Regions from separate parts of the Mus musculus genome. Here region 2 is linked to region 1. A link is a contact called in public promoter capture Hi-C data. All regions are on one chromosome and are shown on one strand. Each heading gives the region's core, a stretch centred on a gene start, on an enhancer-like site or on the middle of the called end of the contact. The rest is flanking DNA. Distances are from core to core; before and after follow the strand shown.

What was found. Promoter capture Hi-C pulls out the DNA fragments that hold promoters and counts their contacts.
Region 2: a contact with region 1 is called in a promoter capture Hi-C map of pre-B cells, with 6 times the contacts expected there. The contact joins the promoter of Parl here to the enhancer-like site in region 1. A contact is called at or near these places in 7 of 39 promoter capture datasets (3T3-L1-derived adipocytes, the C10 cell line, embryonic stem cells and 3 more), 3 of 115 datasets of contacts at active chromatin or transcription factors (the 230-238 cell line, embryonic stem cells and large pre-B cells) and 3 of 9 other capture datasets (adipose tissue, liver and macrophages).

The regions. Positions count from the first base shown.
Region 1 is chr16:19,668,335-19,675,346 of GRCm38.p6, forward strand. Lamp3 (lysosomal-associated membrane protein 3) reads right to left here. Exons shown (of 6, transcript NM_177356.3): 5 at 5,057-5,227. Among named protein-coding and RNA genes, the nearest start is that of Lamp3, 35 kb to the right of the region's middle. Within about 2 kb of position 2,892, at least 10 of the 459 cell types and tissues checked have an H3K27ac peak or open chromatin away from gene starts, as enhancers often do.
Region 2 is chr16:20,298,903-20,305,914 of GRCm38.p6, forward strand. It overlaps Parl (presenilin associated, rhomboid-like), which reads right to left and starts at 3,460. Exons shown (of 10, transcript NM_001005767.4): 1 at 3,307-3,460. The coding sequence starts at 3,425.

The DNA of each region.
Region 1 (7,012 bases), core at 1,642-4,141:
GATGTCAACATTATTTCTTCAAAATCTTGACCTGCAGGTTGGACAGTTCAAGAAGTAGGCATCAAATTTCAAGGAGTTAGAACTTTATTCCAAATAAAGCAAAGCACCAGATATCGTAAATGTACAGAGCCTGAAAGTCATACAAGAAAATTAAGGTCATATGTGGTTGATATAGCCATAAACTTATGAGGAAGAGATCTGTTATAAAAGTGGAAAACAAAAATTAATATCCCTTCAGTTTCAGAGACTGGCCACAAAACCAGTCAGGCTTCTAACCAAAAACAAAATAAAAAAAATAAATAAATAAAATTAGTTACACAGTGTTATCAAAGATAGTTACAGACTGTCCAGGCTGTTCATAAACAAGACAAAGCAGGAGCTAACAATTCAGCTTTACTTCAAGGATCTACGGCAGATAAAACACAAACAGCATAACCATTTAGAAGGTTAACTGACCAACCTATTTGGACTGATCAATGGGCTATGACAAATGAAAAACTACAAGATGTAGAGCATCTAGTCCAGGAGTAGCTGGAGTCTCAGCATATAGGGGGCCCACCAGCCGTTGGAAATCTCTGGTATTTGTCATCAAAAAGAAGTTTGGCAAGTGGAGGATGTTAAAAAGTCTCAGAGAAATTAATAAGATTATTAAGCCAATGGGTTCTCTGTGGCCTGGAAGCCCATTGCCTTCTGTGTTGTCTAAGGAATGGCCTATCATAGTTATTGATCTAAAAGATTGCTTTTTCACACTTCCTCTAAATAAATATGATAAAGAGAACTTTGATTTCTCAATACCTACCTTTAATAGAAGTTGTCGAATAAAAAGATATCATTGGAAAGTTCTACCATAAGGAATGTTAAATAGCCCCATCTTTTGTCAATATTTTGTACAACAGCTATTGGAGATGATTCATAACAGTTTCCTCAATCCATTATTTAATCATTATATGAATGATATTCTATTGGCTGCTTCATATATGAATATCCTAAAAGAAATAGTTGATGATGTTAAAAAAAAAAACTTGCTTTGCTGGGGATGGCCAATCACCCCTGAAAAAGTACAGAGAGGGGATTCTATTAATTATCTACAATATAGAATAAGTCTATGAAGGGTTAGACCACAAAAAGTACAAAACAGAAGAAACCAATTAAAGAATCAATGAATTTCAGAAGCTAATAAGAGATATTAAAAGGCTATGGCCTACAACTGGCTTGTCTACTCAGTCAAGGCTGAGAAAGAGTTAGCTCTAGTAGAAGGGAAATTACAAGATAAACATCTAGATTATATGTATTCAAACATGGACTGCATCTTAGTTATCTTTCCTTCTACTCATTCACCTACAGGAATTCTTATGCAGAGGAATATTACACCTTAGAATGGATATTTTTAGAACATAAACAGAGTAAGAAATTAAAAGCCTACATAGAATAAGTTTCTGAATTGATACTAAAAGGAAAAGAGGGATGTTGACAATTAGTTGGGATGAATCAGCTGAAGTTGTGGTACCTTTTACTAATGCAGAGATTGCCTTTGTATGGGCACAAGATGAACATTGGCAAAGAGCAGACGGTATTACTTAGGAGAGATTAAGAACAAATACCCCATTTAAAAAAAGAAGAAAGGGGAGATTAAAAAAAGAACAAATACCCTAAAAGCAAGCTACTTCAATTTGTAAAAAGGAACTAATTGGATTTTCCCTCTTATAATAAAAAGAACTCCAATTTCTGGAACCTCAACATTTTATACTGATGCTAATAAATTAAAAAAGGGAAGATACAGTTCAAAAGATGTAAATAAAGTGGTTGAGGGTCCCTATAAGTAGGATTCAAAAAATCTGAATTATATGCAATGCTTATGGTTATCAGATTTTCAAGAGTCTCTTAATATAGTAACTAACTCTCAATATGCAGAAAGGGTTGTTTTACACATAAAATCAGGATGATTCTGAACTGAATCCACTATTTACTCAGCTACAACTAATGATCAGAATTAGGAGTCATCCACTATATATAACACATAAGATCCCATACAGGTCTGCCAGGTCCTCTGGCATAAGGTAATAATGGAATTGAAAGGATGTGTGCTACAGGCTTTGGAACTCCATTTAAAAAATGTTAACAGTAAAGGTTTAAAGAAAGAATTCTCTATCATCCTGCAGCAAGCCAAGGAAATTGTGAAGCAATGTCCTACTTGCTCATTTTATAATCAAACTCCATTACCCACAGAAAGTAACCCTAAAGGTACCCAAAGAAATGAAATTTGTCAAATGGATATGTCCCACTTTACAGAATTCAATAAACTGAAATGTGTCCATCATACTATAGAAACATATTCAGTATTTCAATAGGCCACTGCCTTAGCTTCAAAAAAAGCTGATTCTGTAAGTATGCATTTGTTAAACATTATGGCCATTACAGGTATACCCATTATAAATTAAAACAGACAGTGAGCCTGCATATGTCTCTAATAAGATGAAGCATTTTTTTACATATACTGCAGGACAAGTTCCCATCTGGTTTGTAAAATAAACTTCAATTGGTTGTTCCTCAAGATGGCTGGTAGCATCATAAGTAAACACCTCCACTCTGTTCTGTAGAGCTTTACAAGGGTCCTTGACACTTCATATCTGGGAGTCTAGAAAAATAAGTGTTTGACGTAGGAACAAGGGGACCACATCTCTCTAAGCCAGATGTGTGCTATTACCTATAAGTCACTTAGAAGAAACCTAGACCCTGCAGGATCTCTTAAATCTTCCATATGCTTCACTCAACCCCTTAGGAATGTGGAAAGAACTAAGACACCTCCAAAAAGGGCAAGTGCATTTCATAAGTAAGCAAAAACCACAGTTGTTGCCAAGATTGCATAAGCTTCCTGTTTAAACTAATGAGTGTAAAAAGAGAAACTGTAGAAATTTTTCCTTCTTTGATCTCCTCCTCATCAAGAGCACTGTTCCCATGGCCCTTGTACCTTTTTCTTTAAATTTCATTCACACAATAGCTTTCTCCTTTTAAAGTGACCGTTATTCATAAAATATAGCATTTAAAGAATGGCATATATCTTTCCACTTGAGCATCACAAAAAAATTTGTTTTAATTACAAAATCTAGGAATATAGACTTGAGCTAAGGCAGTAACCAAATGGGAAACTTTTGGGTGATAGAACGGTAGGAGTTTGTGAGAGTTCAATGAGAAGGTGAATAGCAAAAAGAATGAAAGAATGTTGGTCTCTTCCTTAGGGTTTCTTTAACTATTAATTATTCCTTCCTTAGAAAAACAAAGAAAAGAGCTTTTATGCATTTGCTTGTGAGCATTCATAATGGTAACCAGACATGAGACAGGTCTTGTTTGCTAGATCTATCCCTTTCCTTCTTCACATAATTTTTTTTTTTTTTTTTTTTGCAGTTAGACAGTCAACTGTGTGCCTCATTCTGAAATCCCATGATTAATGTTAGAGGATATTTTGCAAGAAGTAAATATTTTCTAGAAGTTAGACACACTAAGATCAGTTTTTGACAGCTTAACTGTGGTGATACTAATATTAACCCTATGATGAAGACAAAAGGCAAATGCAGAAACTCTAAGACAGAAAGAAACCCTTCAAAAACACAGGATCCAAGCAAACAACAGCTGAACTCTTAATTTGATAAATGAAAAGGAAGGTTTTTTCCCTAGGCACATCTTTAGTTATATAATGGAACCCAAAGTAAAATAAGATTCATGTTAGAAGTTCACATGAAGCCTCTAAACATGTTTGAAAAGTACTTATAATGTTTTTGAGTTCTTATAAGAAAGATATTTTAGGTGATGTATATGACTATTCTGGTCAAACATAGAAGACTGAATAACACTGCTTTCTAAACATAGAAAAGGTGGTTGTGGTGGTTTGAATAATAATGGCTCCTGTGGGCTCATCTATTTGAATGCTTACTCATCAGGGAGTGGCACTATTGAGAAGGATTAAGAGGATGAAAAGGTGTGGCCTTGTAGTACATGTGGCCTTGTTTCAAGAAGAATATCACTAGGAGTAGACTTTGGCCTTCAAAACTCTGTGCCAGACCAGGTTCTCTCTGTTTTCTCTCTAATATCTATGGATATGGATATAAAGCTCTCAGTTCCAGAGCCATGACACCCTATATGCCACATGCTCCTTACTACAATGATAATAAACTAACCCTATGAAACTCTTGAATGCCCCCTTTTATGAATTGCTATGGTTATGGTATTTCTTCATAGCAAAAGAACAGTGACTAAGACAAAGGCTTTTCTAAAAAGTGACCTACCTAGCCCTGGCCTTCATCTAAAGCTAGTTTCACCTTGGAAAGTTCCAGACAAGCTCTGTGCTGTAGTTCAAATTCAAAGAAAAAGTCAGATGCATGTAAACTAAACTGGCTCGGAGACAATGTCCAATGATGCCTTATATTCCAGAAAAGTGACTCTGACAGAACTTAACTTCATTCTTGAATGTGGACAGAGCACATCTTGCTTTTCCCTCTCTACAAATGGGAAGAATCTATTAAAAGTCTTTTTTAAATCTCTTACTGAAGATGTTTAAAATGTCCTCTGAACATGCTGGAATTGTTTAGTCTTCAGCATTTATGAGAGGAGTGCACAATGTTTCCCCTCTTTTCTTGGTGTACGTGCATGTGTATGTGTGTGGGTGTATGCATGTGTGCCTCTGTGTGTGTGTGTGTGTGTTTGTGTGTGTGTGTGTATATTTGTGTGTGTGTGTGTGTGTATTTGTGTGTGTGTGTGTGTGTGTATTTGTGTGTGTGTGTGTGTGTGTGTGTGTGTGTGTGTGTGTGTGTGTGTGTGCGTTTAAATGAGTGAGTCAGATGAAGAGTCATCCTACTGGGGTAAGTTGGCAGGCACAGGTGGAGTTATATATATGGTTTTTACATGTAAGCATAGGGTGAGTACAGCCCTTAAAACTTCACAGAGTTATACTATGATAGTAAACCACATGATCTGGCCCCTTGACAGCTTCAGAATAAAGACACCTTGGAACTGCCTCTTAGGTCCTTAAAGTCTGCTTGTGACTTGAGGACATTTAACTTACCATTTCCAAAGGAGTCTCCTTCGAAATCAAAGGCCTGAAGGTGGATATTCATTGTTTTCATTTGAAGCTGAGCTGACAGCTGGATGCTCTGCTCACTGACACACTTGAAGGAATGCCCAACTACTGTCTCAAACATCATCAAAGTATTCTTCTTTCCCTGGTAAGTCTTCTCTGAAGACAAAGTAAAATATGATATGTGACAAACCTGACAATATTAATTGAGTTCCAGGTGCCACTACTATGCTCATGTATAGCCAGTTGCCTTCCATCAGTTGGGGTAACCTTAGAGTCCTGCCATCTTTTATTCATGAAAAAATACTCTAGGTGTACAGACTACTTTTATGGCAATTTTACCACTTTTGTTAAAATTAACAAGTTGGCCTAAGATGATGTACTAAATTATCTATTTATACTACTATATCATGTGATATAAATCTGTAGTTTTTTATCTATTATCTCCCTACCCACATATCATTCATTGGCCTATCCTATTGCTGCCATCCCCATTAACATTAAGTCTTATATCAGTACTGTAATGATAATGAACCGCTATTACTAATACTAGTACCGGTACCACAATAACATGAAAACCACCATTACTGTTTCTACTATTCTTTCTGCTAATATTGCTGAGCTCTTAATTATATGAACATAGAACTGGTATCCCTATAAGCCTCTAAGTTAATCTCTAGTTTGATATTCCTTTCCCACCTTTCATAAGAGTTGACTGCACTACTACTGGCTAAAATCTTGTTCATCTCGAGATAACATTAAACAATTTCTATTAGCACACATGATACTTATTCTCTAATCTTCATGAGGCAAGTGTAAGTTAACATATGAAAATTAGTTTTTAGTTGTTTTCTTTAACTTTCATTTAATTACCATCACTAACAAAATCCCCTTGAGCAATATCAATAATATCAATAAAATATAGTGCACACACAAACAGATATAGATAAATATAGATATAGATTATATAGATACAGATACAGATATAGATATAAATAGATGTCATATCTCATAAATAAATTGACATATATATATTTATATTTCAAATATTATCCTCCTTCCTGATTTCCTCTATGAAAAAACCTCTATATCATCCCCCTCCCTCCTGCTTCTATAAGGGAGCTCACCAACCCACCCACTCACTCCCACCTCACCACCCTAGCATCCCCCTATGCTGGGGCATCAATGATATGGCACACATTTTAAACAGACTTTGTCCCCACAGTTTTACTTCTTAAAAATATCATTACTGGGAGATAATAAATTATGTTTAAACCAATAAAATAATAATACTTATTTAAAACCAGAATGTTCCAAAGGTAGTGACTGGCATAGTGGATGAGCTCAATACAAATGTGATATCTAAAGCTAGATTTTCTAGGGTAATATCTGAGGGCTTCCATAAACTCATTAGATTCTGTTGGAAACATTATCTCTCTAAACATGAACACTTATAAATTGTTTTAAATGTCTCTCTATGGGTAATTTTCCATAAGGTAAGCAAAGTAAACGTTCATAAATGCAAATCTGTTATACCATTCTCTTAACCCAAATCTTCCTATGGTATACTTATAAGCTTTAAAATAAACTCTCAAGTCTTTAGCTGACCTGCCCATAGGTTCTATATGCTCTAGACCACATGTACTGTGTGTTCACTTTCTAGAACATTAGAAACAGCACTATTGTTCCTTAGCTGCTGTGGTAGCTTAAATGAGAACGTCCCTCATAGGCTCTGACATTTTAATATTGGTCTTCAGATGGTGGCACTGCTCAGGGACATGGCCTTGTTGGATGAGTACATCACTGCCTCAGCTTACAAATGAAGATGTAACTCCTCAGTTTCCTGCCCCATTCCTCAGCCATTATGCCTTCCTGCAGCCACACTTTTCTCCCATGATGCTAATGAACTCATGTCTTTGGAGCCATAAACCAAATATACCCTTC
Region 2 (7,012 bases), core at 2,210-4,709, 630 kb after region 1:
AGTGTGGATCACAGCCCCCATCCCAGCTGAGTCTGAGTGCTCCACTCTTCAATCTGACCCTTCACTCTGATACTTCTGTTCCTGAACTCCTTAATAGTAGACACGCACTCAAAGGCTCCAATTCCTTTATGTACGAAAACTCAATCCATGCAAGTTCTTGAAGTACACTTTCCCTTTGTGATATTCTCATTACACCCTAAACAGGAGGCTAAAATAGTGAGCCCAGGCTACACGGGAAGGTTCTGTCTCAAAAAAAGAAGAAAAAGAGAGAAAAATAAGGTGAGGGAATTGAGATTTAAGTCAGTAGAACGCTGGACTAAATGCAGTCAGTAGAACACTGGGCTCAATCCCAGCTCAGCACAAACCAGGGATGGTAGCATACACCCCAGCCCTCAAGAGAAGGAAAGAAGCAGGGCACTATCAAGTTAGAGGTTACACTGACCTTGGTAAGACCCTGTCTCAAAATAAATAAACAAAAAAGCTTCCCTTTCTAATCTAATCCCGTCCTTCATGTCTAGATTACATTTAACAACTTGGTTTCAGAAGATTATCCACTTACTCAACCAATGCTAAGGCAAATAGTAAGTAGTGCTGAACTCCCTTCAATGACATCAGCAATCTGAGAAGCAAACACCATTGAACAGTCAATCCCAAATGCTATTAATCCTTTCCCCTTGCCTACTTTTTCTTAGTGGCTAGGAAAGCAATATCCTTGTTTTCTAGCCTTCTGTATGGTAATATCTCATACCACTGGCCTGCCTCTCCATCACCCCCTCCCCACCCACCCTCAACCCCACTCCTCCACCCCGTCTCACTCAGACAGACAGACACACACACGTGCCTCTATCTTTCTGGCTTGAATAGGATGTAATATCTAAAGCTAAAACAGTTCTCTTTAAAGCCAAGATAAAGGTCAAGGAATTTACACTTAAACCCTGACATTTTGGAGTATAGTACAAAGACAGCAGTCGCTTCTTCCCTCAAAACATCTTAGAAAAAATAATTCCCACTTATCTAGTCATCAGTTTTATAGCCAAATGCATTCCTAAGTAATTTTTTTTCTTTTTAAAAGCCTTATTCTTTTTAAAAATTCAATTCCTTACATGTATGGATGTTTTGTCTGCATGTACGCCTGTGCAACTCATGTGTCTGATGCCTTGGAGGCCCAAAGAGGGTAACAGATTTCTAGGCCTGGAATTACAGGCAATTGTGAACCATCATTTGAGTGCTAGGTATTGAACCTAGGTCCTCTAGAAGAGTACTAAGTGCTCTTAACCCCTGAGCCATGTCTCCAGCCCCAAGAGCGTTTAATTTTATGTATATGGAGGTTTTGCCTATATGTATGTTTGTGCACTACATGTGTGCCTGGTGCTAGCAGAGGCCTAAAGAGGCCTTTAGCCCCTGGAACTGGGTTCCAGACAGTTGTAAGCAACCATGTGGAAACTGGGCATCAAACCCAGGTCCCCTGTAAGAGCAGAGAATCTTGAGTGCTGAGCTAAGAGCTCACGAAGCCCAGGAAGAGTTTAAAGTAGCCAAAGTAGGTCTAATAAATAAAGTGATCAGTTCCCACTGAACTAAACCAAATGATCATCATCAGAATGCATTCATTATACAGAACTAAACTTGTAACCCAGTACTATTGATTTCTCTTGCTAGACAAGAATCCTGAAGGACAGGAGTGCAGCAACCTAAACTTAACCATATCATAAAATCTTATAACTCCTGTAAAGGGAGAACCGTGTGTGGGCTGGCAGGTGCCTGAGGACCTTGTGTTTGTATCACCTTTGCCTTTGTATCACCACATAAAGTGTTTATAAAATGCAAACGTTGGGACCTCTTTAGAGCCACAAGGCCTGGCTCATTCTTCATGCTAATTTAGAACCACAGTGGCTCAAAACAGACTAGTGATTACAAAGCGAGCAACTCCCATTCCCTATTAAGTTCATACATGTGGAGACAAGAGCAAAGCCACTTCAGGTTCACCCACATTCTCATCTAATGCATTCTCCCATAACCACAAGATTAAGAATGTCAGTTTCCAAGTTTCCATATAAATTTTAATACCACATGTACTGAGGGGAGGGTTAGACAGGACCTCAAGTAATCCATGGTGGCCTGACAGTCTGGCTCCTACTCCTAATCCACCTCCCAAGTGCCGGGATTACTAGCCTGAGCCACCATGATAGGTAGGCTAAACTCTTTTGACAAGTTTTGTGGTGTTACTAGAGACAAGCACCCTACCAATGAGGTTCCTCAGAGATGAAGTGTCCACTTCTTTTGCTGCCTTTTCCCGAAACTATCACAGCAAATCAACAGGATCACAGAAATCTTGTTACCTCCAAGGCACCTCCCCAGTTCCACCTGTTTAAGACTTTTTTCTTCCTTTCTTTTTTCCAGTCTTCTGCTGCCCAGCCTAGCCTTGAACGCCTAACCCTGCTTACAAGCAAGTCTGACCACACCAAGCTGTTTAAAAGCAATGCCTGATTTTAAACGTTAGCCAGTAAGCTACACCATATGCAACTTTTCCACAGATGTTAATAAGCTTCACTTGAGGAGCAGGTTCTTCCGCTTTCGCCACTTTCCAAGATTCTGATTTTGGGTGGCACCTGGGAAATGAATCTACATATAGTCCAGGTGCTGTTTATTTATTTATAATTCAGCCTTTCCCAGCTTGGCTCCAACTCGCCATCCTCCTGATTCAGACTACTGAGAGTTGAGATTACAGACCTGTGCCCACCTCGGGTGAATTTTAAGATCAGGTGGTGCCTTCGCCAGGCTCAATCTCATCTCTGGCTAGCTCACACGTTTATAAAGACCTCAGGCCCCTTGGTGTGTATGGTACCATCAATTAGGTAGAAGTTGCAAAGTTGACATCTTCGGACTAAGTTTCAACGTCAGTATTAATTCAACTGCTATGGAATTTCTCTTCTATTACACTTCATGTAAGATCCGGCCGGCCGGAAAGGCCACGTGCTTCCTACAGCAGTACAGCCCTTTCAAGAATATGAGCCGGACATGCAATTAACGCTCAGAAGTTCCCCTTTCCATCACATCCCTCGGAACTACTAGGAAAGACCGCGGGTCCGGAGAACCGGGCCGGGCTCGGCCAGACACCTCTCGCGGCTCGGCACCCAGAAGCCAGTAGGGAAAGGAGGACCAAGGAAAAGCTAGGCAGGGAGGAGTCAGCTTTAGCAAAGACCTCGTAAACAATGGAAAGCGGGAGCCCCACACGGCTACCTATCCCCCGAGGATGCGCGCAACCCCAGCTCATGGGAAGCCGGGGGAGCTGGAAGCGGCGGCCATTACCTGCGTCCAAGCAGCCGCGGGGCCTGGGTCGCAGAGAGCTCCCGGTAGCCGCCACCCAAGGGAGGCGCCCACGCCGGACCGCAGCGCCAGCCTCGCTGTACCCAACCTTGCAACGCCATCTTCCCAACCTCTGCCCCACCATGGCCCGACCTCTCTAACCCCGGCCTAGAAATCACTTCCGGGGCGAAGAAAAAAAAAAAAAAAAAAAAGCCACACAGCGCGGAGGAGTGGTCTAGAGCGCCACCTGGAGGCCGTTCAGTTCCGGTCTTCCTCTTCTCAGACCAGCGCCACCTTGGAAGTTTCTGGTGAGAGTGACTGGGGAAAACTTGAGGCTTTGAGTAACGCTGTGTTATCAGACACCCTCAGGTTATCACATTTAACCACAAGACACCGTTTCACTGTGCTTTATAGTCTCAGAAAAGGGAAATGGCCCTGTACAGTGGCAACCTTAACTCGCCAGGCTTGGACATCTGTCTGATTGTGAAAAGCAGAAAACGATTTATTAAATGGGACCACACTGAGAGGATGAAATTCAATGACTCCCCACGTTCATCTTCCAGGTCTAACATAAAGATAAGGTTTAAATGGAAGGCAAGAAGTGTGCAGTATAAGGAAATTGTGTCCCCTCACCAATCACCCTTCACCCGTCACCCCCGACCCCTGATCCAGCCTCCTTCTCCAAGCCTGCCCCCTTGACAAGTTGCAAATCCTTCTGTAGTTACTGGCTGCCCCCAGAAACTCAGGCTTTTTCCTTCCAGCATGAGATTTCTGGGGTGGTTCCATTACTGAAGTTTGATAGCCAAAGACAGAGCCCCAAGTGTTTCAGTTGAAGAAGCAAGGGAAGGGAGAGGGTCTCCTACACCTGAGTCTGGTTGATCTCTAGACAACTGAGAGTCAAGTATCCCAGCACAATTAACATTTGCTTTGAGAACAATGTTCCCTTTCTACAGGAATGTTTCAAATAAGAATGTTACAGTAGCAGGGAATCATGTGTAATGCCTAAGCATGGCATGTTTCCTTTCCTAACTATAAATCCGCAATTTTCTAGAACTCACAACAAACCTCACTTATAGTAAAAGAGACTTTTTAACTCCCTCTGCAATTTTATGGCCCTTGGTTTATATTATTAGATTGGAGTCTATCAGAAGCACCTCCAGGACTACTCTGTCATCTCATTTATTTCAAGAGGGAAAAGGAGAATGGGTGGGGGTGGGGGTCCCTTAGAAACTCTTCTGTTACTGGTGGTAAAGGTCTGGGCTGAGTGTTTCCAGGCTTCGAGAATGAAGAACATGGGGAGCGACCCTTATTCAGAAAGAGTCAGAACACACTGCATAACTGTGGGTAGCAGCACCAGTGGAGATGCTTAAGGGACCCCAGTCATTGTTTGTAGCTTCTAGATATGGGATGCAGAGGAGTTTGGTTGTTAAGGGATACCCACTTTGTGTGACTCTATGTTTTCATTCACAGATTAAATACACAATTGTTTCTTATTGTCCATGTTTTCAAAGTCAGTGTAGGCCAAATGGGCCAACATAAAGATGGATGGACTGAGCCAACTGAAACCAGAACCAGTGTGGGCCAGCCTGTGTCCGTCATATATATCTCCACCCCTCTTCTCACTCCCCAGACATCACAGGCTGGCCGCCTGACTCTCAGGGTCTGTGCAGAGTCTGCAGAATTTGGCTTGTTTTAGGCTATTTGCTGCATTGCTTTACCTCCCTCCCTCCACTCTACCTTTAGCCACGACTTCACTACCCACCTTGTCCCTGTTGCCCTCCTATTTAATTTCCCTCCTTTAGTTTTTCTCTATCAACCTAGTCCAGCCACTTGCTTTCTTTTTTTTTTTTTCTTCTCATTCATGACGTGCTACCAGTGTTTTGTGGTTTTTTTTCTTTTAGGTTTGGGGGTTTGTTTGTTTGTTTGTTTCTTGAGACAAGGTTTTGCTTGTGTAGCCCAGGCTGACCTAGAACTCACTCTATAGAGCAGGCTGGCCTTCATCTCACAGAGAACCACCTGCATCTGCCTCCCAAGTGCTGGGAGTAAAGGCTTTTTTTCTTAGTTAAGGGTTGTTTTGTTTTGTTTTGTTTCTAATGGAGGCTGGAGGAACAACTGGTGGATTAAGAAGATTTCATTTCCAGAAGCCCCCAGTTTAATTCCCAACACTCATGTTAGGTAACTCACAACTTCCTGAAATTCTAGCTCCAAATGATTCATGCCCTCTTCTGGTTCCTGAACACACACACACACACACACACACACACCAAACCAGGCATGGTAGTGCATGTTTTTAATTCCAATACTTGAGAAATAGAGGCAAACAGATCTCTGAAACTTTGAAGCTAGATAGTCTATATAATAAGACTGTCACAATAAACAAACAAACAAACAAACCACCACAAAATAGCAGCTCAAAACGTTATAGAAACCCACTATTTTGGAAACTAATTAAAAAATATAATTTAAAAAATATCTTGAACACAGGTACCCCCAAAAGACATAAGGTATTAAGTGAACATCCCAGTGCTGTGTGTGTTTGCATCCTTTGAGTTATTGGGTAGGAGCCCTGCACCACAAACAGTATAGCCTATTGCCATTGTTCTTGGTTTCCCACCATAACTATATAGTAAGATTCTATGATGAAGACAGATTTTGGTTGCAGGACAGAAAAATCAAGCTGGAAGTGACCTGGGGACTTCTTTCCTGCTGGCTGTCTTTCATATGCCAGCAAATGCAATTCAGGCCACTGGGGGAGGAAGGTCATCTAAACTGTTACTCAGGATGAGTACTGGGCCGATAGTGATAGGGAGTTTATGAGGAAAGCCAATGACTTCCACATCAGATTTGAGGCCTGCTCTATTGGAGGAAATACATGCCTTGTACCACAAAGATGATCTAATGCCATGGCTGCAAGGTCATCGGCCCTGATGGGAACCTACTTCTGCCATCTTGCTAAATAGACAAGTTATCTAAATGGACATGCCTTCTAAATATTAAATTGCTAGCCACAGATTGGTACGGCCCTCAGCCTCGGCCAGAGAAGCTTGTTACTGCAGTGGACAGTCAAAGCCCTGAGCATAGTGACTGCTGGGTGCTTGGACAGCTTCGTCTGCCACCCAGAGCCCAGAGAACACTGTACAAGGCGGGAACGGGAGGAATACAGGAGACAGAGATGGAGAGGTATGCTCATAAATGCCGCCTCCTGAGCATGTCATGGATGGTACAGTCATGGATTCACCTTGTTGTGCCAGGGAAATGTTAGTGATCCCCCCCAAAACAGACAGGAGCCAATCTGATGCAACTCACAGCAGGGTCTTTATTTTTTTCGAGCTAGCTTGCTCCCCACCCCCCATCCCCAACGCACTGCTGTCACACAGGATGGTTTTGGTGGTGGGGAGCCCCAAATGTCTATGGGGCAAGGCTTTGCAGTAAACAGCAAACAGGAATATGTGTGCAAGCATCTAACTGGAAAGCTGCTGTGCCCTTTAACATAATTGGCTGGTGCTGGGAGTCACATCATAAACTTAACTTCTGCTCCCCTCTGCATTGGTGGTTGTTAGGCAAGGGATGGGCTTGTAACCTGGGAGGTGCAGGTTTGTTGAGGGAATAAACTGGAGACACTGGTCTTGTTGGGGGTGTAATCTGAAAACTCTGCTTGTGTTGGGGATTAGCCTAGAGACTAGAGCTAGGCTCAGGTTCTGTTGGCGGG